4 separate regions of the Zea mays genome follow, and regions 1, 2 and 3 are each linked to region 4. A link is a contact called in public Hi-C data. All regions are on one chromosome and are shown on one strand. The core of a region is the stretch at or near the end of the contact, and the rest is flanking DNA. Distances in the headings are between cores, read along the strand shown. Region 1 holds the start of LOC107548104. Region 2 holds the start of LOC111258512. Region 3 holds the start of LOC100281479 (protein binding protein). Region 4 holds the start of LOC100282359 (ubiquitin-activating enzyme E1 domain-containing protein 1).

Region 1 (5,781 bases), core at 2,247-4,746, 300 kb after region 4:
TGCTAGATAAATCACTGGCTCCAGCCCTACACCAGAGATGAGACTCATACTGGCTCCAGCCCTACACCAGAGATGAGACTCATCCTTAACCCAATTGATGACCATGCTGAACCTAGGCTGCACACCATTAAATACACAACGGTTGCGGTGATTCCAGATAGCCCAAGCCCTTGTGCAGCCCCTTGTATGCTGGATCAGCAGGAGGTGCGGCAACTCCTCCCCACCAATCCTCCAAGGAAGAGCTCTCAAGGTTAGGAGCAAGGTGCTGCAACCCAACATATTTCATAATCTGAAACCAGACTTCCCGTGAGAAAACGCAGGAGACCAGCAAATGGTTTAGTGTCTCTTCCTCTTGATCACACAGGGTACAAAATTGAGGGTGAGGCAGTCCTTTCTTTGCTAGGCGGTCAGCTGTCCAGCAGCGACCGTGAGCCACAAGCCACATGCAGCGCTGCTGCATCTCCTCCCTCAGTTCATGCAACCACGCACACAGGTGCAGGCGCGCAGCACCACTCTCCCTCCCTCGGTGATGCTCTTGGCTGCACACCCTCAGCCTGCCCTCCGCTCTCCTTCAGATCCCCATCTCAATCAACCGCCGCCTCAGTTGCAGATGACCCAGGCAGCACCAGATTTAGTGGAGATGAGCAAGGAGGCAGCTGCATGGCCTTTCCCTATAGTTTTCCTCTGTTTTGCCTCCAGGCTCCATTCCATGGATATCTTGCTACTTTTGGCTAGGTATCAAGGATGCCTTACTCCCTGCAAGCGCCTCGTCGCCTAGGAGAAGCCGTAAAAACACTGCACAGTATCATTCATGGGGAGCAATCCATAGCAGTTCATTCTAGATTCTAGAATGCACAAACTTCCGAGGTTACCATGCTCAGAATCTAAAACTTCAACTAACATTATAAAAGCTAAATGTTAAGTCACCAATAACAGTTTAATTTGGTTACTCATGTGAAACTGCATATATTCTCATTAGCCAAATTAAATTGTTAAGATGTGTTCCAGGTAAGAAGTCAGCAAAATCTTATGGAACAATTTATGGAACTCTCATTCGAGAAAAAAAACAATTTATGGAACTCTGTTCAACACCATTCAAAAGCCTACACAGGCTTACTAATAATATAGCACAAAGGAATCATGTTAATAAGCACAAAGGAATCAGGAAAAAAAATAAAACCTTGAATTTGTACTTCGAGTTGCCTGATGCTGGTGACCTCATGTTAATAAGCAACTAAAACAATAGATCCGTCAAACATCTTTATCATCTCAGAAACTGGTTTACTAGTATTTCTACTACAGAAATTCCAATGAAGTAACCATGGTGACCCCTTCCTAAAGAAAAAATATTCTCTAAAGCATCCAAAAACCAAAGGTTTCGTTACAATCAAAATATTACGATGATCTGTTTTATTGCTGTTCCGGTTAGTGTTTTCATTCTGGCCTCAGTTTAGGCCTTTCCCACTTGATGTTGATGAAACACTGATCCACATATATTGGCATTAAGTGACAGAGCCAAAAGAATATATTGATAAGCCCATTCAGCATGTGCTTGTCCCGTATAAGGATCGTTCTGTATAGAAAGCAAAGAACAGAGTAATGATGAATTTCAGGTACTAAAAATTCCTTTTGTTATAGATGAAAGAACTAGATAAGGGTAAACAAGGTGCAAGAGGAGAAAGTTTTATCTGTTACTACGAAATATTTATGGGTAGACCTAATGAGCAGAAAAAGTATATTCTTATTTACCACGAATTAGAAAAAAAAAAAGGTTGAAGGAGGAATTCTTTGGAGATAACCCACATGAACATGAACCCAACCGGAATCAGTTCTATTGTAGTGGAGGAAAGTTAAGGTTGTTCAGTGAAGAGACTTGCAGAACAACAAGAAACAAGAGTGATAGTGACGCAGGGGATGAGAGCTTTGTGCCACAGGCAATAGAAGTACAAACCAGAAAATGCCAAAAAAAAATGGACACATCTAATAGTTATGAGGCCCATGTGAGAAGAGTGACACAACTAGCACAATATTTGAGTAAACCAAACTCTTCAGTACTACGAAAAAGAGTAAACCGAACTTCCATAGCTGTCTGACATAGCTCCCTCGAATTGTAAAGTACCTTTTGATATCATATAGCAATACAAGTTCAGGGACCAGTGTAGTACATGGAAGCTCCAATAAGGGTCATCACTACTATCAGAAAATTATTGTGAGATGTGAGAAGAAATGGTATATCAACAAAACCGATTGTGGCTCATTGCCTCATTGAATGGGTTAAAGATAGTAACTTCGATATTTAGCATAACAAAACAGTAAAATACATAGATTGAAAACAGCTAAGTGCACCTCAGATTTCCATGAAACAGCTTGTAAACACACTCACATGCAGCCTAGTTAACATGAACCCTTTTTTCCATCTAAGGCTTGTTCGGTTATTCCCATTTCACGTGGATTGGATGGGATTGGAAAAAAAATATGAAGAACTTTGAGTCTTTGACTTGTTTGGGATTTAAACCCACTCAATCCCGCTCAATCCACATGGATTGAGATCAAACAGAACAGGCCCTAAATGAGTCAGAGATTAACTTAACGTGGCTAGTGTAATTGGATAGCTCTAGCTACAAGAGCATTGTTCTACTTGTAGCTAAGTACACTAACTAGAGAAAAGAATCATGGAAACACGGTCCAAGCTCCATAAGAACCGGCACACAGTAACAATTCATACGAGAGAAACCATGGAATAGAGCAAATACCAATTCCAATTTGCACACAAAATTCGTAAATCATTCAGGTCAACTCTTCAGAAACACAAATACACAATGGTTCAGTTCAGGATCAAGCTGAGAAAGGCATCACCAAATTACAAGCCACGCCCGATTCTTCACTACAGAGCCGAAACAAAAATAGTCCCGCTGCGTCCTAGATCACGTAAGGAGTTCAGGAAACAGTCCTAGGCCTAGCAACCAGATCTAGCATTTTGAGTGATGACGATTACCTGTGGGAGCCGTCCATGCGGCATGGAGGACGCATCGCTCCTGTACGTTGGCGCAGAAGCCGAGCGTGATCTTGTTGAGGTCCCCCCGCAGGACGGCGCCGCTCCAGACGGAGGCGCCGTCGTGGACGGTGACCTGGCCGGCAAGCACGGCCTCGGGGGCTACGTAAGCGTCCACGGCCACCTTGGGCATCCATTGTCCCAGCGGAACAAGCTTCCTCTGCCCGCGGTAGTCCCACCGCACCCGATCCGCGCCCACGGCCGCGGCGCCGGCCGCGCTGGGCGGCGGCGGCGGGGCGGATGCCGCGACAGAGGCTGTGGAGGTTACTGAGAGGAGGCGCCGGAGGGAGGGCGCCGCGGCGGTAGCGGAAATGGTGGCGCGTCGGGAGAGGCGCGCGAGGGAGGTGGCCGCCATGGTGGTGGACTGGTGGTAGTCGCCGGAGGTGGAGAGGTGCGGCCGTGCGCCTGGGGGAGTGGGCGGAGCGTGTGATGGGTTCGTGCGGACACTCACGACCATCTGGTGGGCCGGATGTTTGGGCTGGGCTGTTAGCCTGTTACGTTCAAATTGGCCTGCGCAGTGTGAATGTGTGGTCCAGTTATAGACGGTCAAATGGGTCGTAACTGTCGGTCCGAGATACGACCCATTTAATAGTATCGAGGTATATATTGTGACTTTTTAACATATGGTCAGCCAAGTTCAAACGGTGGGAGAATGGGAAACGGTTTGATGCCAATAAACGCAATGTGTTAAGGGCAACAGTGTTTTTCTCCGTCCCCCGCAATGGTACAGTATAGGGATATTTATAGGTAACCGAGGGCCGACCCTGTCTCGCCAAAGACGAGTGTACCCTCAGTTACCTATGTTATCCCTAGAATATTCCCCTAGGTGGGTTATGACGGGTCATTACAGCGTAATCAATTACAAACATGGGCGGTCCATCAGCCCTGCCAGCATGGCGGCCTACGATCGGGACAGGACCCTGTAACATGGGCCGACTATACATGGCCATCTCAAAGAAGAAAGCTCACTCGGTCTAAGTGACCGTTCGAGAGAGGGAAATGGTTGAAAGAGACCCGGTCTTTGTGATCACCTCAACGGGGACTAGGTTCTTTGGAACCGAACCTCCGTAAAATAAATCACTGGGTCATCCGCTTTATTTCTTGGTTGATTTGTTTTCCCCTCTCTCCCAGACTCTGATTTTATTCTAACGCTAACCTCGGCTTGTAGTGTGTTTAAAGTTGTAAAATTCAGTTTCCGCCTATCCACCCCCCTTAGGCGACTTTCAGGCTTCATACTCCAAAGTCCATCAGTAACCCTAAAGTTCTGTCTAATTTTGGATCTAAGAGTTAGGCTTCCTTCCCCTTAAGTGTGTGACCTTATAGGTTCACATACATATAGACATGGCCCAAGTACTCTTACTTGGCCCAATAAATGACAGCGGCCTCTAGCAAGACATGTCAACTCCTATGCGCACGTAAAGATCATATCAGACGAACCATTGCAACAATACATACATGATGTTCCCTTTGTCTCACGATATTTGGTCTGGCTCTAAGCTGACCTCTCTTTCTCGATAACGTGAATTAGAATCCTTTCATTTGTTAACACTTAACCCTGGCACGGCTATGCAATTCTTGATCCAATCACTTGAGGGGCCCAAAAATATCTCTCTCAAGAAGAGAGGGACAAATTCTATCTTGACTGACCATGCCTCAGCATGATTCCTGATAAACCCAAAACTACCTTTATAACTACCAAGTTACGGAGTAGCGTTTAATAGTCCCTAAGTAAGTCAATTCACATCTTGAGAACATACAACAATCTCAGGTATAAGGACACAATATACATGTTGCAAAAGAGAACTATATTACAATCTCATGTTGGGTCGGTCAGCCTCATGTCATACATGCGCCCACATTGTTACTTTAACATCTCCATGTCCATGACTTATGAAATGTAGTTATCAACTAATACATGTGCTAGTCATCGACTCTAACTAGGGACATCATTTAGAATGACCATACAAGTAAAGAATCTCACAAACAATTTACATAATTGCTAATTAATACAAGGTGTCTTTCATGGATATTCAATTAAACAATATATATCATGGATACAAAGAAATATGCTCATCTTTATGATTATCTCTAGGACATATTTCTAACACTTGTTAGCAAGGACCGTCCGGGATTAGATTAGTTCGAGCGAGAGTCTGGATTTGTGGATTTGTTGCGAAATATTGCTCGTTTATTGCGTTATATTTACTTCGCTTAGGATAAGGTCCAGACCTCCTCCCCTAAATAAGAAAGGGCACGACCGATTAAGATACACAATCCAATTGAACCAATCTATTTACATTACTTAATTATATGTATACCCCAATCCAATCGAACCAATCTATTTACATTACTTAAGTATATGTATGCCCTAGGTCCGTCTAGTTGTAGTTACCCAATCTCAATATTCACCTCTTCAGCTCCATGTCGTATAGAAGCGTTTTAGGTGGCCTGCTAATCCTAAAACAACTCTACTATCTCTCTTATCTCTCCTCCCTAATAGATCCCTCCTAAAAGACGTGATCTAGGTTCAACACGAAACCCTCTGCACATAATGGTTCGCCAACACATGGACAGTCCGTGTGCATGTAGAGAAGACCAGAGTTCTCTATACTATCATGAACGTTTCAATGCCCAATCGCAGACCATCTAGTGACCTACAACAGACGCTCTTCTGTCAGCGTCATGGACAATCCGCCAGCTCGAGAAAACTCCCCAAAGTTCTACATTCC
Region 2 (6,009 bases), core at 2,838-5,337, 260 kb after region 4:
GAAAGGGGCAAGGGTAGTAGGGGATTGCATGCAAGGAGGTTCTCGGGTTGATTTTGCTACGATGGCGGTCAGACGAGGGATTCTTGCAAGTGCTCTTCCCATAAACTATAACGGGTTTTCGGAAGCTAGTGGAACTTTGTTAAAGGCCTCGTAGTGGATCCCTAGCCATTCACCTCGGTAGTGTCTAAGGGTCTAGCTAACCCTGGCGACATGGGATACACGACTTATGGGTACAGGGTACAACCTCTGCAGAGTGTAAAACTGGTATACTAGTCGTGCTCGTAGTCATGAGCTGCTCAGGACTCTCTAATGATTAAATTATGGAACCTAAACTCAAATTGTCATATGCATTTGCATGGGTTTATTATTAGTTTTGTTCTATTATTTATTATGGTTTGGTATTTACTTACACTTAGTAACTGCTAATAAAATTTGACCAACTTATTAAAAGCAATGCTCAGCTTTAACCCCTATTGTTGATCAGCCTTACACATTACATGAACTCTCACCTTTAGCGAGTTCATGCCACATTATTCCCCACAACTTGTTGAGCGATGAACATGTGTGAGCTCACCCTTGCTGTCTCACACCCCCCACAGGAGAAGAACAGGTGGTTCAAGAGGAGTCACGTATCGAGGAGTTCGATTCGATCTAGGTGGCGTCTCCCAGTTGACTTTCTGGCGCCAAGGATAGATTTTAGATCCTGTTATATTTATCTTTTATTTTGTAAGACTTCCGCTATGTAATAAGTACTCTGATTATATTGTGACATTTATCTCTATACACTCTGTTATTATATATGTTGTCTTCTTGGCGCATGTATGAGATGCAACCCGGCTTTGTCCTTTAAAACTGGGTGTGACAGATAAGCTTCTCGATATCTTCTTGGGTAAGGTGCTTTTCTCTTGAGATGAGTTAAGAGGAGAATGAAAGCATAAGGTGAGGATTAGCTCTAATATGTGATCTATGTTTTTAGAGAAAACCCTTTTTGTGAAAAAAGAACACACAAGCCCGGCAATGACAAGCACAAACAAATCAAATGCTTTGAATGGGAGAGGAATAGAGTTTTCCAAAGCATGAATTACTCGGATTCGAGGGCTAAGCGTAACTACTACTGCTCGGCTCCTAAAACTAAGAACTACGCTAAACGTGATTTACGAGCATTAATGTTAAAGCATCACATATGTACACAAAAGGGGAGCAAACATCAAGCATAACTCATTTTAAAATGCCCTAGGGGCCACACAATTAGAGATTTTCAAAACACGTGGCTACACGGTTATATCTCATACATGCAGGGCTCTGGCCAAAGTGAAGAAAAACTTCACTGTCCAATGCATGCTGAGGACTAGGCATAACTAACTTCGGACCCGACAACTTCTCTTCTGGCGACGCTGGTGCACAACTTCATTCTGAGACATCCCCTGGATGGGTCAAGAGGGAGCTAATGTTGATGACTTCTTCTGGCGGCGACTGAGATGAAAGGATGGAGTCGAACTCTTCTCCAAGTGGGACTGGCTCTTGTAGCTCCAAGGTGACCTCAAAGGGTGGTGGTGCTAGTGGGGTGCTTGCAGCTTCTTCCTTGACCTCAAGGGTGGGTGCTGGAATCTTCTTCATGGTGAGGGGCTCAAACGATTGTGGTAGTGGATCTTGGGAGGGTTTGGGATGCTCTTGCTTATCCACAATCTGAGGGGAGACTGGTATTCCTTCTAGGACTATGGCCCCTTCTGGGAGTTCCTAAGCCTTCCTCTCTTATTTTATAGAGACTGGGAGGTCCAGCAGAATCTAGGGCTCTTCAGCTCTCATGGGTTGAACTGGGTTGGATGAAGCGGGCTCTTGGATCCAAAGGGCTCTACGTTTGTTGTGGGTGACTAAGTAGGCCTCAATCAACTTCTGGATGTGCTTGTCCTTAGCTTTCTCTAGGGCTTCAACATCAATGACTTTACAACTTTCCAAGGTAGATGCATTAGGTGGAGCTGTGGTGAGATCCACATGGAGCTAACGATTGCGCCTCTCTACATCTTATGCTCGGGCAATCATCTTACGGTGGTGTCGAGCCAAGAGATTATACTGCGTATCCAGGGTAAGCAGGTATATTGTGGGGTACATGACTATATAGTCGTCCTCCAGCAGTTGCTGCCCTTCAAAGGCACGCATCTTGGCCATCCAAACGGGGCGGTCTCTCTAAAAGGACGGAAAGAATCTGAGCGGGGTGTTGACCACTTCCTCTTCATAGATTTGACACAGGGCCCTCAATGCCTTGTGGGCGACGACTTAGCATGTGTCTTCGAATCTGCGCCTCACGGCAGTGACACCCAATTCCACATGGTGCAGACTAGATCCAATGTAAACAGTCACGACACACTTCTCTGTGCCATGCTTGATGAATTCACGACCGTCGTACTCTGGCTGGCTCTTGATTCCATGACGTGTTGTACATGCTCTCAAGTAAATATTTGTAGGGTATCTTGAAGAGAATTTTGGAGGAAAATAGACCACTATACTTTCTTTATTGAGATCAACTTGCAAACAAACATTTTTAAACAAAATTTAAAAATTCATTTTAAATTTAAAACGAGTTTGAAAAAAATTCTATATTCGAATTTTCAGGGTGCTACAGTGACCAGCGCGGGGATGGTCCGTGAATAGATCGAATCAGGCGCAACTAATCCATGTCCACACGAGTTTATCACTCTAAATCCACGGTTGCTGTTGGGAGACGCCTTGGAATGGGTCCATACCTCTCCTTATATATTTTAAGGGGTACGGTCAATTGCGGACACCAACAATCGAATCAACAATCAATTTATCTTCTGTTCTTTCCCTTTTGCCCTAGGATTAAGCATAGTTTTCTTCCTCTAATATTCACCTCTCTACGGCTCTATGTCGTATAGAGGCGTCTTGGTTGGCCTGACAATCCCAAGACAAACCCTAGGATCTCTCCTCCCCGACGGGGTCCCTAGCTCCTGGGAGCGAGATCCAGGTGTTGTTGGCGAACTCGGTCGCCTCTGCGCACACGTGAATCGTCCGACCATCAGGCGTGGACTGTCTAGCTCGTCAGCAGAAACCCTAGCCTCTGCACCAAGTCGTGGACTGTCCGCGCTTTTGCAGAGAGCATCGTCGTCGGTACATATCGCAGTGATTGGCGTCAACAATAATTTGTATAGCGTCTATCTGATAGGATCATCGACGAGTGTTGCCTTTATCTAGCTTCTGAGATGATGGAGATGTTATCATTATTGAAATACTTGGAGCAATGGGATGCAAAAGATCAACATACAATGGAGTATTTGGAGCTTCAAGAGGCTTTTGATACCATGCATATCCTGATGATAATGTGTGGTATGTATGGCTATATTTAATTATTGTAATAGTTATGAATATTTGATTTGCGGATTGTACTTTTTTCTCTTTATTATTATAGTGATTTTATCATAAGATGTGAGTTTTACCTAAAAGGGATTTTAAAGAGGCAACCATTTGCACTAAATAGCTCTAATTATGAATGAAGTTTGAAGCCTATTTTCTTGTGGCTTTGAATATTTTTCGTGTATTTGCATTTGTGAGACTGTGACGGGGACTCGGCCTTCTTCCAAAAGAAAGATATACATGCGTTTAACCTCAAGGTTTTCTTTGTGTAGGTTAAATCTATTTGTTTTGCTTTTTGTCAAAGAAAACATGCATTTGTGACTTGCACATTTGGTTTTGATATGAGAAATTGAGCTGAGAAAGGTGTTCTCATCCGGTCTGGCTCGAGCCTTATAATAAAGTTTTTAGGCCGGTGCTGTGCATGAGCGAGTATATCACGGCAGGCCTGCTCGGATCCATATCTCTATAGATATACTTTGTTCACTGATAGAAGTCAAGAAGTGAGCTGGTGACATATATACCTCGAACAGCAAGAAAGTTTCGACATTCCATGGCATGAGGGGTCCACGTGCATAGCAGTAGCAGCAGGCCATCAGCGAGGAACGACAAGGGCCTTCTGGTAAAATCAACATCCACGTTATCGTATAAAGATCTCCATACTAGCACAACAGCGCAACAGCTAGCCCAAGACACCGAAAGATCACCACTGCACTGCCCCTCTGCAGTGCTCTCTCACTCTCACTCGCCTCTTCTCAGCGGCCATGGAGCCCCAGCACGGCGAGAAGGAACTCCAGCTTCTCCTCCTCCCCACAACCACGCCTCTGAACGCTGCCTTCCTCCACGCCCCTCGGCCGGCGGCGGCCAGCAGCCCCTCTGACCACCCGCAGCTGGACCTGAGCCTGTCCATCAGCATTGGGCCACCGACGCCACATGCGGCAGAGCAAGCAGGACGAGGCCGCACGGCGACGGCCGCTGAGCAGAGCAAGAGGGCGGCGGACGTGCAGGCGCTGAAGCAGCAGGCGGCGGAGCAGGCCCGGATGGCGTCGGCGGAGCGGGCGTACGCGGAGCGCGTGAAGGAGCTGGCGCGGCGGGAGCTGGAGCTGGCGGAGCGCGAGTTCGCGCGGGCGCGGGCGATCTGGGAGCGCGCCCGCGGCGAGGTGGAGAAGGTGGAGCGCGTCAAGGCCATGGCCGCGCGCCGGATCGCCGCTGGCGCCTCCGCCGCCGCGCTCGAGATCACCTGCCACGCCTGCATGCAGCGCTTCCACCCTTAGTAATAATATATAATACTATATATAATCAGCATCAGCACGCCATGCATGCATGTTATTGGCTTAATTATTTTGTTATATATAGCTACCGTGACTATATAGTACTCCTGTACTACTAGCTAGTATTAATTACATTCGTTAGCTGTGTTAAGAACTTTGTTTATGAGTTAATGCAGGCTTGCGATCGCATCACCATAGGTAAAGGGAAAAGACAGATCGATGTTCTTCTCTTGCTTTCTTGCAGAATACACACCGCATCGTTTGAGCCAGCCTAAAAGGAGAAGGAAAGGGAATCTAGACAGCAGATTAGCTTTGGCTAGCTAGTAGGGCTCTGTACAGTTTGGAAGGATAAGCTAAGCTGGCTGGCCTCACTCTTGGCTGCCTTTAATTTGCTTGCTTGCTTCTGCTGGGGGACCTCTCACAAAGAAAGAATCCAGGGTGGTTAGATTGTAATTCGTCAATTCTGTCTGTGTTTTATATGAAATATAAAGTTCCATTCTGTGGGCATGTAGTGGGACATATCCTTAGTCCGTTTGTCGGAATTGTTTCGGCTGATCAAAGCTTATATAAATTAGTGAAGCAAGTCGGCCAGGAACGATTCCGTGAAAACCTAACGGACCCTTGATCCTTCCGTTATATATCTAAGAAAACTAATAGGAATTCCAAAACGTTGGATTGGACTAGTACCTTAGAGAGCTGCCGTACCATATCCACCATCAAGGCCAGATCTGGACCATGATGCATGTCAAATACGTACGGCAGTCGGCAGCCAGTAGTGACACAGTCTGCTGGGCATTCAGAAAATGAAGGGTGAATAGCAGCCCTCTGTAAAAGATCAGCAGACGAGCAGGAGTAGGAGTAGGGGATGGAGGGGCATGCAGACAGGAGCGCGTCAGCAGATTCCTGCACAACGGTGTTATTCCTCAGCCATGCATCACTCTTACCCATGAACAGCCGCGGCCTACAAGCTGAAAGAGAAGACACAGACGTGGCGCGCACAGTGCGTTGATGCCGCCAATTCCAATGCCAGGCCAAGATGTCGGCACTCCATCGGCAGAAAGGATCTTACTGTGCCGCTACAGATTCCTAATTCTCCTTTTTTATCATTTCTTTGCGTTGGTCTCTTGAGTTTGAGTTTTACTCCCTCCGTTCTTAATTTGATTTTTTAGGTCTATATTAAAATAGATAATAATGAATCTAGACATATATATATATATATAACATATACATTAATTATTGTATGAATCTTCTAATTTTTTTAAAAAATTTTATTTTAGGACGGAGAGGGAGTAGTATTTACTATTTAGGTTTAGGATCTGTAACAATCAATCTTGAAGATCTCCAACTAAGACTAAAATTATATGGATGGACA
Region 3 (6,298 bases), core at 3,233-5,732, 330 kb before region 4:
CAGAAGTCAGAGCTCCAACGGTCGGAACCCAACGGCTTTGGTGACGTGGCTGTCGCACCGGACTGTCCGGTGCACCATCGAACAGACAGCCTCACCAAACGGCTAGTTTGGTGGTTGGGGCTATAAATACCCCCAACCACCCCCATTCATTGCATCCAAGTTTTCCACTTCTCAACTACTTACAAGAGCTCTAGCATTCAATTCTAGACACACTCAAGAGATCAAATCCTCTCCCAAATTCCACACAAAGCTTTAGTGACTAGTGAGAGAGATTTGCTTGTGTTCTTTCGAGCTCTTGCACTTGGATTGCTTTCTTCTTTCTTGATTCTTTCTTGCGATCAAACTCACTTGTAATTGAGGCAAGAGACACCAATCTTGTGGTGGTCCTTGTGGGAACTTTGTGTTCCAAGTGATTGAGAAGAGAAAGCTCACTCGGTCCGAGGGACCGTTTGAGAGAGGGTAAGGGTTGAAAGAGACCCGGCCTTTGTGGCCTCCTCAACGGGGAGTAGGTTTGCGAGAACCGAACCTCGGTAAAACAAATCCGCGTGTCACACTCCTTATTCGCTTGCGATTTGTTTTGCGCCCTCTCTCGTGGACTCGATTATATTTCTAACGCTAACCCGGCTTGTAGTTGTGTTTATATTTGTAAATTTCAGTTTCGCCCTATTCACCCCCCTCTAGGCGACTTTCATATTCATGTTGCAAATTCTACAAGATTAACTTGCACTGCGTTTACCAAACCACAAAGATGACACATTTACTATAATGTGTATACCATCCTTCAGCTATGACCCTACATGCTTCCCTTCAAACATATTTAAAATTATTGGCTACAACTCCTACATTTGTATGATACCTCTTATTCAAGAACCTTTCTAAATGAAGCTAAAATAATACACTATTTTTTGTAGGTCCGTAAGAATCTTACGTATCCACCAATTACCAATCCAGAGAGGATGATATTGATGAATAAATCACGAAGGTACAATTTTAATTTTTTGTTACTAACATGCCATATTTCTCTCTTTTGCCTAAGCTTCTTATGTTCATATCATAACAATTTCACTTTCGTACAATCCTACTATACTTTTAGTTGCAAACAAAACAAATTAATGAACATCTTGACTTCTTTACAACTACCTTCCATATGTGCAGTTTGCAATAGTGCCTAATGAGAAAGGGGTCCAACAGATACAATTGAATCACCACCCAAAGGATTACATTCTCAAGCATAATCTCACAATCTCTTATACATTTACACATGTACCCTCTTTTTTGTGCCTTTGTGCCTAATTTTTTAAAAGATACGGTTTCATTTTCCAGTTCAATTGAACTGAATTAACAAGATTCTTCTTTCTCATGTGTCCACATGTTGCAGAGCATTCTATGTTATATTTAAGATCATCTTTAGTTTAATGCCATGCAATTTTATTCTCAACATTGATACATTCTTCAGACATTTCACCACATTACACACCTCTACAAACATTTCTATCTTTCTGAAACAACATTGACCCTCTTTTTTTGTAGTTACATTTTTTAGAGATATAGTTCCATGTTCCTGTTCAATTGAACTGGGTTCATGCAGCTATGGGCATAATTTAGTTCAATGCAGTAATTAAATATGTGAAAAATTAAGCAGTAAGCTATTATTATTGTTTTCATATAGCTACATGGCCTCTACATACTTTCTGAGAACGTGTTCCGATAACAATTATGAACATCATTTTATAGCTTTTAATCATTTTCTTTTTCCCCAGCACATTACTAAAGAACTCTATACTGAAACTACTTTAACTGCATACTAAAATTGTTTACCTATAGTTTCCGTCAAAGTTGTGGATACCACAACCTGGAAGAGTTGGTGGTAGATTTTTCATCAAGTATGAAATGTCTGTGATGCTGAGCTGGGTGCTTGGTGGCAACAGGTGCATACCAAAACTATTAATTACTAGCATGTGTTCCTGTTTCAAGCACATATGCAATAGTAATAGGTTTCCATTAGTTTAAATGTCCATGCAAAAAAGTAAACACCACCTAGACTTTATTCTTAGTCTTCCATTATCACATCCGTACTCATCATGCACATGAAACTTTCCATTTTGTATAGCTCAAAAGGTAGAAGGAAGACCTTTAAGTTGCCCACTTTCTGACAAGGTATGTTATCATAGTAACTGTGAAATTGATATAGGACCAATATTTGATATTTGCTGGCATCTAGCATCACTCTAAAGGCACATGACGAGATTTATCGATGATGAGTCGTTGGAAGAAGCAATAAGTGGATAGTACATTCTTTGTTTCTTATTTATGTATAAATTAAGATCACATAAACGGATTTAACACCGCGCGCAGGGCGTGCGGCAATACACTAGTATTTTAAATGTTTGGAAGGGTCCTTGGCTATCTAGGGATTTCTCAGGATATATTTGGCAGCAAAGAAAAAAAACTCGACCTGCGAAAAGTAAGACAGCCCCCGAGCATTATATTAAGAAGAAGACCTTCTCACACATGTCGAGAAAACCACTGAACCCCTGCCTCACCCATACACAGCGGCATCGAAAGCCCATGTGACAACGACCATGACTGGGGCTGAGCTTTAGACCTGTGCTTTGACATGGGACAGACGAGGGGATTTTTTAACCACAGCCTGAAATTCGCTCCCACGGAGAGTCGAACCCAGGACCTGAGGAGTGCTACTCAGACCACCTAACCAACTCAGCTAGAGGCCCTTTCGCAGCAAAGAAAATAAAGAGGATTAGAGGGCTAAAATTGACTTACTATTTAATTTTAAATAAAAACAATTTTAGTCTCTCCAATTTCATTGAATCATCTTACTCACAAACAAGCTCTCAATGGGTCCAATCCCACCATGAGGTACCAGCTCGGTTGCACATGTATTTGAGCTCATAGATCCTATCTCTGGAGGCTGGGATTATGAACTGGTGGAAGAGATTTTTTTTATCAAATCGTAAGTCGATTCTTGCCTTACCGGTGAGAGAAGGGAGACGTGAGCAAGACATATAATCATGGTTTTTATTTCTTTTCCTTTTTCGATAGAGATATATTGTCTGCATCTACCGTGTAACTGTCGACATAAAAAGAGAGCAAATCCACCACGCAAGACATAAAGTATTATCCTATACTGAAAGCCCGGACATGCATATGTTATCTTGTGTATTATAATCTAATGAACAAACATTGGTGATTTTTTTGTCTTTAAAACTCTACTGGTATAGTACCCGTACGTTGACGACACATAAATATTTGATAAAATATTAGCCAAGCAATATATATTTTATCATCGACCTTAATATCTCACAAACTATTTACCAATAACCAATATAAAAATAAACTTGGAATCCAGATCGCCTTATAAAACTAAACTATGAATCCGAATCGCCTCCTCTCCTATCTCTCGGCTGTTCAACCATGCATCGCCAGCGACGACGCCTTCTCCTCCCCTCGGTTGTTCTTGCCCCACCGTTTGAAGAGGCCCAGGGCGATGGAGATTTGCGGCAGCGGTTCGAAGCGCTTGTCGACGAGGGATGGTAAAGGCGACATCGCGGTTGGGGCACAACGATGGGGCTGGCGAGTCAGAGGCCAGTGAGATGTAATAAGTCTAATTAGTACATGATTTGTTAACATAATGCTACAACAAACATAGCTAATCATGGATTATTAATTAGGCTAAATTTTTATCTTATTATTTAGTCTTCATCTATCATGGATTATTAATTAGGCTTAAATTTTTTTGTCTTATTATTTACTCTTCATCTTATATTTAAGTAGACTATATTGAATACTTATATTTAACATCTAAATGTTTAATGTGACACATACTAAACTTTAGTCCTCAAAACCAAACACCCTCAGTTTCCTCCAACACTCTATTTGTCGGCAAGACTCAGGAATTTTTCTACAATAATTGATGCAACATAGTTATTTTAAAACAACATAACAGCATTTTTGGTGGGAGTGGAATGCAAGGAAAGGCAAATTTCAAATATAAGGGAAATGAACAATTCGAATGGTGTCAAGAAAAGCTATGCTTATTTGGTCTAAAAACAGTTGATGTTTTAGGTTTAGTCGCGAAAATTTAGGGAGACAGAAAATAGAGATATAGCTACATTAGAACAAAAAAATGTGTTGACTGAAGAAAATTATGCATTGAGAAATGAAAATAATGATTATTTTATAATAAAATTTGAATCCTTTAATATTACGTACTTTTTTTGGACGGAGAAAGCATAAATTATTTTAGAATAGCGACGGTATAAATGATTTATGCTATCGAGGGAATTCGTTTAAAAATAACGGAGCACCGTCTGTCGGAGTGGCACGGCCGGCCCAGAGTACAGCGTCTTCTTTTACAAGTACTATTCTGGTGATAGCAGTGTGGTTGGCAGTGCCGACTGCCGAGGAATAGATGGAGTCACACAAATGGCACTGACACACACTTGACCTCCCGGTGACGCAGCGCCGACCGCGCACACACTCCCCAGACTCCGCAGGGACCCAACGCAGCGGTCAAACAAAGGCAGCGGCAGCCGGCCGGCAGCGGCAACGGCGTAACTCCCAAGTCACCTCCGCCTCGGGCTCCAAAAATCCCCACCCGACCTCGAGACTGAGCGGACCGACGGTGATGTCGTCGTCGGTGCCCCCGCCACCGCCCCAGCAGGAGCTGGAGTCGCCCTCCGCCGGCGGCGACAAGGTCCTGGCCGCAGCGCAGCACATCGTCAAGTCCCTCGCCACCTCCAAGAACGCCGCTGACGACATGATCCGCATACTCTCCGGCTTCGACAACCGCCTCTCCTCCATCACCAACGACCACCTCTTCCCCTCCCCCGACCTTACCGCCGCCTCCGCCTCCGAGATCTCCGCCGCCGCCGCCTCCTTCGACGCCGCCGACCAGCTCATCCAGCTCTGGGACGCCACCCCGGACGCGCTCGTCTTCGAGGCCCCCGAGGACGACATCGCGCAGTACCTCGCGGCCGTGGACGTCGCCATCGACCACCTCGCGCGCGGCGGCCCCGGCGGCGCGCGGGCCGGCGTCGCCGTCCAGCTCGCCATGGTGCGCCTCGAGGAGGAGCTGCGCCACCTCATGGTCCGCCACGCCGTCCCCATCGACCCCACGGGCCTCTTCTTCTCGCTCCGCCGCCTCTCGCTCGAGTCCATGGACGACCTCGACGCCTGCCCCGACTTCGACGCCGCCACGCCGCACAGCCTCGACGCCACCCCCGCCGGCCCGGAGACCGCGCGCGGCGCCTCCCTCGGATCTAACCCCTTTGAGGACCAGGTGTTCGATCCCGTGCGCCCCGAGGCCGTCGAAGACCTGCGCGCCATCGCCCACCGGATGGCGCGCGCGGGATACGCCCGCGAGCTCGCCGACGCCTACTGTGGCATCCGCCGCGACCTGCTCGACGAGTACCTCTCCGTGCTTGGCGTCGAGCGCCTCAGCATCGACGATGTGCAACGCATCGAGTGGAAGCTGCTCAACGACAAGATGAAGAAGTGGGTGCACGGGGTCAAGACGGTCGTGCGCGTGCTGCTGGCTGGTGAGCGTCGCCTCTGTGACCAGGTGCTCGATGCGTCTGATGAACTTATGGATGCGTGCTTCCTTGAGTCCACCAAAGGATGCATTATGCAGATTCTTAGCTTTGGGGGTGCCGTGGCGGTGTGCCCCCGCTCGCCAGAGAAGGTCCCTCGGATCCTTGACATGTATGAGGCACTTGCAGAGGTGATCCCTGAAATGAAGGACTTGTGCATAGGAAGTTCTGGGGATGGCGTGATCAGTGACGTGCAAGCCATTCTTGATAGGCTTGGGGATGCCGTGAGGGGTAACCTGTTTGAGTTTGGGAAGATGTTACAGCAGGAGACCTCAAGGAGGGCGATGGCAGCTGGAGAGATCCACCCAATGACACGCTATGTCATGAACTATTTGAGGTTGCTGGTTGTTTACAGTGAGACACTTGATGCACTCTTGGCCGATGACAGCAGTGATCATGATACTTTCAGAAGTTCTGATGATCAGGATCAGGAACACTTGGAGAGAATGACCCCTTTTGGAAGGCGTCTTCTGAAGCTGATATCTTACCTGGAGGCCAATTTGGAGGAAAAATCTAAGCTCTATGACGATGCTGCCCTGGAGTGCATATTTGCCATGAACAATTTGCTCTATATTGTTCAGAAGGTAAAGGATTCAGAGCTGGGGAAGGTTTTGGGTGATCACTGGATAAAGAGGCGGAGTGGCAAGATTCGACAGTATTCAAAGAGCTACCTAAGGGTTTCGTGGACG
Region 4 (6,060 bases), core at 1,591-4,090:
GGAAGATGGTCTCGCGCCGTCAGATGGAAATTGGACGGTGGCGATTAGAGCAGACCTTACCTATTCGCGGGAGTCATCCGGTCCGTCCATCTGGTCTCGGGCGGATGCTAATCGGTGTGCGCGTGTATTAGATCTGGCCCTGAATTTTAGATCCGACGGTGACATGTGTGGTCGTGGGTGTTGTCCGATCCGATCCAATCAGCGTCGTCCGTTTCTAATCGGATGGTCGTGCTTGGCCGATACCCCTTCGACCTCGTGACATTTACAAAATAAACCCCCTAGTTTCCAGTATTCAACCCGCCGTCCATGCGGATGTTGTTCTGTGTCTCGGTAACACTTGCACCGAGACCCCTGCACTTTTCATATTTTAGCGCCCAGTCCAGAGGAGTTTAAAAACAGAGAAATAATATCAGAAATTCATTTTTAATACAAAAACAAATCTAGAAACTTGTATAAACCATAGAAAATCCATTTTTACTCCAAATCACTTCATTCCAGTTCCTAAATTTTTGTAATAATATTGTCTACGTATTAGTGCCTCTGTTCTGACATGACAAACACATTAAAATTATTCTTTCACTTAATCTTGTATTAAATGCATAAAACCTTAGAAAATCCATAACTTAAAATATATAACTCCAAATTTAATGATTCCAGTTCCAGTAATCTTATTTTAATGTCTAGTTTACTACTGTATATTCTATTTGCATGTTTGATGTGATGTTAATTTATGCTATGCTATGTATGAATTGTATTGATGCGAGTAGACGAGCAAGCCACCGTGGAAACTGAGGTTCAACAAGTAGAGATAGCTGAGCAGGAGCTCGTGGAAGGCAAGTTGTGCCCTTGATCACTTCTTTTACCTATTCATGTTCTTATTATTCATAATGATCTGCATAGGTTAATTTTGATGGGACCCAATAGGATACCCTAGATTTTGACTATCTTTATACCTTGTTTCACCACTGGTTTTACTACTAAATTTTTGGGTAGTACATGCTATTGCTTTATGTGGATTTGGGTATAAAGATATTTATGACTCATGACTACACTTTCTATTATCTGTTCATTATTTTATGTTCATGATAAGATCATTATGTTAATGGGAACATGGAGAACCACCCGGGAAAACAGTGCTACCACAAGGGTTTAATGGGACGCCCTTGGCTGACTAATTAGGAAAGCTAGTGGAAGACTACCTTACCCGAAAGGGGCAAGGGCAGTAGGGAGAGGTCAGTGCGGGGAGGTCCCTGGTTGATTTTGCTGCGATGGCTGTCAGCCAGGAACCCTGTACTGGATCTTCCTATAAACTGTAGCGGGTTTTCGGAAGCTAGTGGAACTTTGTAAAGGCCTCGTAGTGGATCCCTAGCCATTCACCTCGGTAGTGTCTAAGGGCCTTGCAAACCCAGGCGACATGGGATACACGACTTGTGGGTAAAGATGCGCAACCTCTGCAGAGTGTAAAACTAGTATACTAGCCGTGCTCACGGTCAAGAGCGGCTCGGACCCTCACATGATTAAATATGGAACTTAAATTTAATTTGACATTTGCATCGCATTTGGGATTATTTTACTATTACTTTTCTTTATTATTATTAAGGTTTGGTATTTACTTACACTTAGTAATTGCTAATAAAATTTTGACCAACTTATAAAAGCAATGCTCAGCCTCAGCCTTTATTCCATTGATCAGCCTTACACTTCATGAACTCCCACCTTTGGTGAGTTCATGCCACATTATTCCCCACAACTTGTGGAGCGATGAACGTATGTGAGCTCACTCTTGCTGTCTCACACCCCCCCCACAGGAGAAGAACAGGTGGTCGAAGAGGAGCCGCCTAACACTGAGGAGTTTGATCTGATCTAGGTGGCGTTTCTCAGTCGACATTGGCGCCGACGATCCTTAGTTCATTTTATACTTATTGTTTTCTTTTATTTTGTAAGACTTCCGCTATGTAATAAGTACTCTGATTATTGTGACATTTATCTCTATACACTCTGTTATTATATATGTTGTCTTCTTTGGCGCATGTATGAGATGCACCCGGCTTTGTCCCTTAAAGCCGGGTGTTACAATTTGCTAATGACTTATGAGGATCTGTCAAAGCCTAAGTAGTCTTTTCATCTTTAAGTCGGTTCCCCTTTCTGCCACTATGCCGAAGCTCCCCTGCGCATAGCTTCGGCTATGCACCATCCCTCGTACGGCTTGGTGATCAGCCCGTCCTTCATCTCAATCCTCCTTCGTCTAGCTTAAGCTTCGTCCTGATCGTACTTCATGTTCATAATCTGGGTCCGAAGATATCTGTTCATACATTTCACTTGAAAGATATTGTCAAATCATGTTTTTGAGGACCTTCGGAGAACGAAGGCCCCCAACAGCACATTTCCCTAAAACGACTAGTTTTTATTTTCATATTCAAAAAATGGTTTTTAGGTTTATCGACCAGTTTTCGATGTTTCCAGGGCGATTTTCGGTGTTTCTCGGTGGTTTTCGGTTTTTTCGGTAAAATTCAGTGTACATGTTTTTAAATTTAAAATGCAAATTTTAGGACGATGAAATTTATTATTTTAAAAAAATGTTAATTGGCTTTTAAAAAAATTAAAATTAATTATGAGATATATAAGAATACTTAGAAAAATATTTTGTTTTTATCTTATACTTTTTATTTCTGATTTTATATTTTCCCAAAAATTTTAAATTTTAAACGAAATGTTTAAAAAAATCGGCCAGAAATGGAGCCAGAGCTCCACGAGCTACCAAACGGGACCTGCCACGTCATGTGGAACGCGTCATAGGTGTGAGTGTGTGACACTGACACCTGAGACCAGCTCTCCTGCTTCGCGGCTGTCTCTTTCATCGGCCACCCACGGCGGCGGAGCATAGCACTGATAGCAGTAAGCAAGCAGCGGAGACGCCGGAGAGCGGTGAAGAAGCATGGAGATGGAGCAGCTCTGCTCGCTGCTCCGCGACCTCGACGCGCTCAAGCAGCATCCCGACGACCTCACTTCCACCATCGATCGGGTATCCCTCCCATCCGGGTGCACCATGGATCTCGGCAGTTTTATAGCAATCTCCTCTTCTTCCGTGCCTTTCCAAATCTTGATCCCGGCTCATCTGATTGCTAGATGCGGGAGCGGCTAGTGGCGATGATGAATCCGGCAGCCGGTGCCGCTTCTCGATCCAAGATTAAGGTACGATCTGATGCTGATTTCCGCGTTTCAGGCGCTCTGCCCTGTGCAGATTGAGTGCCATAATTTTGAACAAATCGGGAATTTTACTCTGTTTGCGCGAAATTTGGGATGCAGGACATGAGTGCAGAAGTGGTGGACAACAATCCCTACAGCAGACTTATGGCGTTGCAACGGATGGGCGTAGTGGAGAATTATGAGCGCATCAGGGACTACTCCGTTGCCATCGTTGTAAGCATCCTACTCACCTGGTTTAACACTGATACTCTTCAAACTTAGTTACATCAGTATGGAATTTCGATTTTCGAAATTGGCATTTACTTCCATCCTTGAGTAGAGGAAGCCTCTCCATGGTACTAGTATGCACTGGAAATGTCATTGAGATATCACGAGGCTCAAGGGTCTCTTCGGACCATGCGAACTAGAGTATCTTTATCTGTATTGAGATCGATCTAGGTATACCATGTACTATGTGGTTAATATGGAAAATATAGTTATAATGCCCGTTTAGAACAACCAGCTATCGAGCTATTGTTATTTTTGCATGTTGATGTATTTAAGACAACAATTCAAAGTTGGGAAACAGCAGAATTCGTAGCTTCATCACATCATACATGAAAAGATAATTTAACACACATAGATGGGGGAATTCAACTCAGAGCAAACCTTTGATTCATTGTCATTCTCTTTACAGGGCATAGGTGGCGTTGGTAGTGTTGCTGCGGAGATGCTCACTAGATGTGGAATTGGACGACTGTTGTTGTATGATTACGACACGGTCGAGTTGGCTAACATGAATAGGTTGTTCTTTCGCCCAGAACAGGTAAACTACGAGGACAGTATGTTATGTGTTTGCCTTACCTTTTGTGGTTGTTTGTTTTACACCAAGACGTTTTTCATGTTGAAGTACTTAAGTTCAGTGTTCTGCAAGATTGCAAGAACATAATTCAAACCAGACCATGACTATATTCAGTCCATTTATACTTTGTTAGGTTGGAATGACCAAAACAGATGCCGCTGTACAGACACTTTCTGGAATAAATCCTGATGTTGTGTTGGAGGTGAGCAACTATGGCCAGTATCAATATTATCTGTTAGCCTTTTTTCCTACATCAGTAAACCAAATCATTTCATTAGATTCTGAGCATCATTAGTTTTTGGTAGAGGTGACGGATCTAGGGTGTGCAATTTTTGTTGAACTAACTATTCTTAATGTTTTCTACTTTCCATTACTTATTCATCTTGCACTGTATATGTATAGAACTAGAAGTTTTTGTTGTACTGTTTCCTCTTTACTATCTTTATTACGTACTCCAACTTGGTACATTGCCTTATGACAAGCAAAATAGCAGACATGATTTCTTTTCTTAGGCCGTATTGGATGGAGTAGCAATACCATTGTATTCCTTGATTCCTTCTACTTATAAGAAAACAGATCCTAACTTCTCTTTTCTACTATAGAGCTACTCATTGAATATTACTACAGTCAAAGGTTTCGAAACATTTTTGGCAAGTTTAAAAGCACAAAGTTCTCATGAGCGTAGCACTGGAGTTAATCTTGTCTTGAGTTGCGTCGATAACTATGAAGCTCGTATGGTTGTAAATCAGGTGATTTGTGCACTCAACTAAATTATTTGGTCCCTCCATGTGCCTTAGTCATGTATTATGCGCAGTTCATTGGTAGGAATTTTCTTATTTGTTATTTTTATCTGCTTTCCAGGCATGCAATGAGCTTGGTCAGACGTGGATGGAGTCTGGTAAGTTGTAAATCACATTTATTGACACAAAATTTTCCAGAAACCGCATTCCTATTAATGAACAATTAACAATATGCTTTTTTCCTACTTTTCTTGCGCAATGCTGCTATTGTATCTCATTGTATACCCTAATCACACCTCAAATGTGCCAAACCAGCATCACTTGTATAGTGTTTTCTCCTTGTTTTATGTCACTAGTCATCAGTATCCTTCAGCCATGATACTTGGTCATCAGTTTAACCTTGTGCATTGCTAATTTTTTCAAGGCACACAAGGGAAACTGATTTCTGTCAGGATTCTATTTTACTGTGTTACTGTTTATTTTTTTTTTGGTAAGGATGTTTGACATAGTTATACAGTTTAGATCAGTGCTTCACATAATTTGTTTGGAAATCAGCATATAATTGTAATCCACATAAATATATACACAAGTTTAAACTTTGAAGCTTACAGGACTACAGATTTACAGCCCATTCTTTATTAAACTCAGTGTTAGTGACGGTACAATGCTGAGATAACTTCTATGAGTATGTACAGGTGTCTCAGAAGATGCTGTTTCTGGTCATATACAACTGCTGGTTCCTGGTGAAACTGCATGTTTTGCATGTGCTCCTCCATTGGTATGTTCTTTTGATCTTATATTTACTATTGTTTAATGTTGTCAGTGTGCTTTTGTGAATTTGGTAATTTTAGATTGTGGATGTGTGTTTCTTATTGTGATCTCTACCAATTCCAGTGCTGAAATTTCAATGGTTATTCTGGCTTATGAACTTCCATAATATTTCATTTTTATTTCTGTATCATTTCTTGCTTACTTGTCTTTAATACCTTCAATCATAGGTTGTAGCATCTGGAGTGGATGAGCGTACACTTAAGAGAGAAGGTGTTTGTGCTGCCTCTTTGCCAACTACAATGGTGAGGCGTTGTTTTATCCTTTTACCATTTCTTTTGTACTATTGTCTGCCATTGTTTCGATGCTTGATTCAGGTGATATTTCAATTATTTGTGTTGTGTAGTGTCGGGTAGCCTTGGTTCTCAATGTTATCAGCGCGTATGCTCCTCAAGTAGGCCTTAATGAGAACTCAAAGAGGTAGTTCTTGGAAGGCTTGGAGGA

Evidence for each region. Hi-C and Micro-C count contacts between places; a contact is called where the count stands out from the background.
Region 1: a Hi-C map of leaf mesophyll shows a contact between it and region 4, with 5 times the contacts expected there. The contact joins the promoter of LOC107548104 here to the promoter of LOC100282359 in region 4. A contact is called at or near these places in 3 of 25 Hi-C or Micro-C datasets (ear, leaf mesophyll and tassel).
Region 2: a contact with region 4 is called in a Hi-C map of leaf, with 2.3 times the contacts expected there. The contact joins the promoter of LOC111258512 here to the promoter of LOC100282359 in region 4. A contact is called at or near these places in 8 of 25 Hi-C or Micro-C datasets (bundle sheath, ear, leaf and 2 more) and 1 of 3 datasets of contacts at active chromatin or transcription factors (leaf).
Region 3: a contact with region 4 is called in a Hi-C map of ear, with 4 times the contacts expected there. The contact joins the promoter of LOC100281479 here to the promoter of LOC100282359 in region 4. A contact is called at or near these places in 6 of 25 Hi-C or Micro-C datasets (bundle sheath, ear, leaf and 2 more).

What each region holds. Positions count from the first base shown.
Region 1 is chr5:167,191,576-167,197,356 of Zm-B73-REFERENCE-NAM-5.0, forward strand. LOC107548104 reads right to left here and starts at 3,497. Exons shown (of 2, transcript NM_001323021.1): 1 at 2,996-3,497. The coding sequence starts at 3,407.
Region 2 is chr5:167,148,215-167,154,223 of Zm-B73-REFERENCE-NAM-5.0, forward strand. It overlaps LOC111258512, which reads left to right and starts at 4,088. Exons shown (of 1, transcript NM_001357042.1): 1 at 4,088-5,143. The coding sequence starts at 4,131. The coding sequence ends at 4,640.
Region 3 is chr5:166,556,343-166,562,640 of Zm-B73-REFERENCE-NAM-5.0, forward strand. It overlaps LOC100281479 (protein binding protein), which reads left to right and starts at 4,483. Exons shown (of 1, transcript NM_001154397.3): 1 at 4,483-6,298. The coding sequence starts at 4,646.
Region 4 is chr5:166,892,251-166,898,310 of Zm-B73-REFERENCE-NAM-5.0, forward strand. LOC100282359 (ubiquitin-activating enzyme E1 domain-containing protein 1) reads left to right here and starts at 2,841. Exons shown (of 14, transcript NM_001371854.1): 1 at 2,841-3,022; 2 at 3,127-3,192; 3 at 3,307-3,420; 4 at 3,884-4,012; 5 at 4,182-4,250; 6 at 4,651-4,797; 7 at 4,910-4,946; 8 at 5,484-5,566; 9 at 5,787-5,861. The coding sequence starts at 2,936.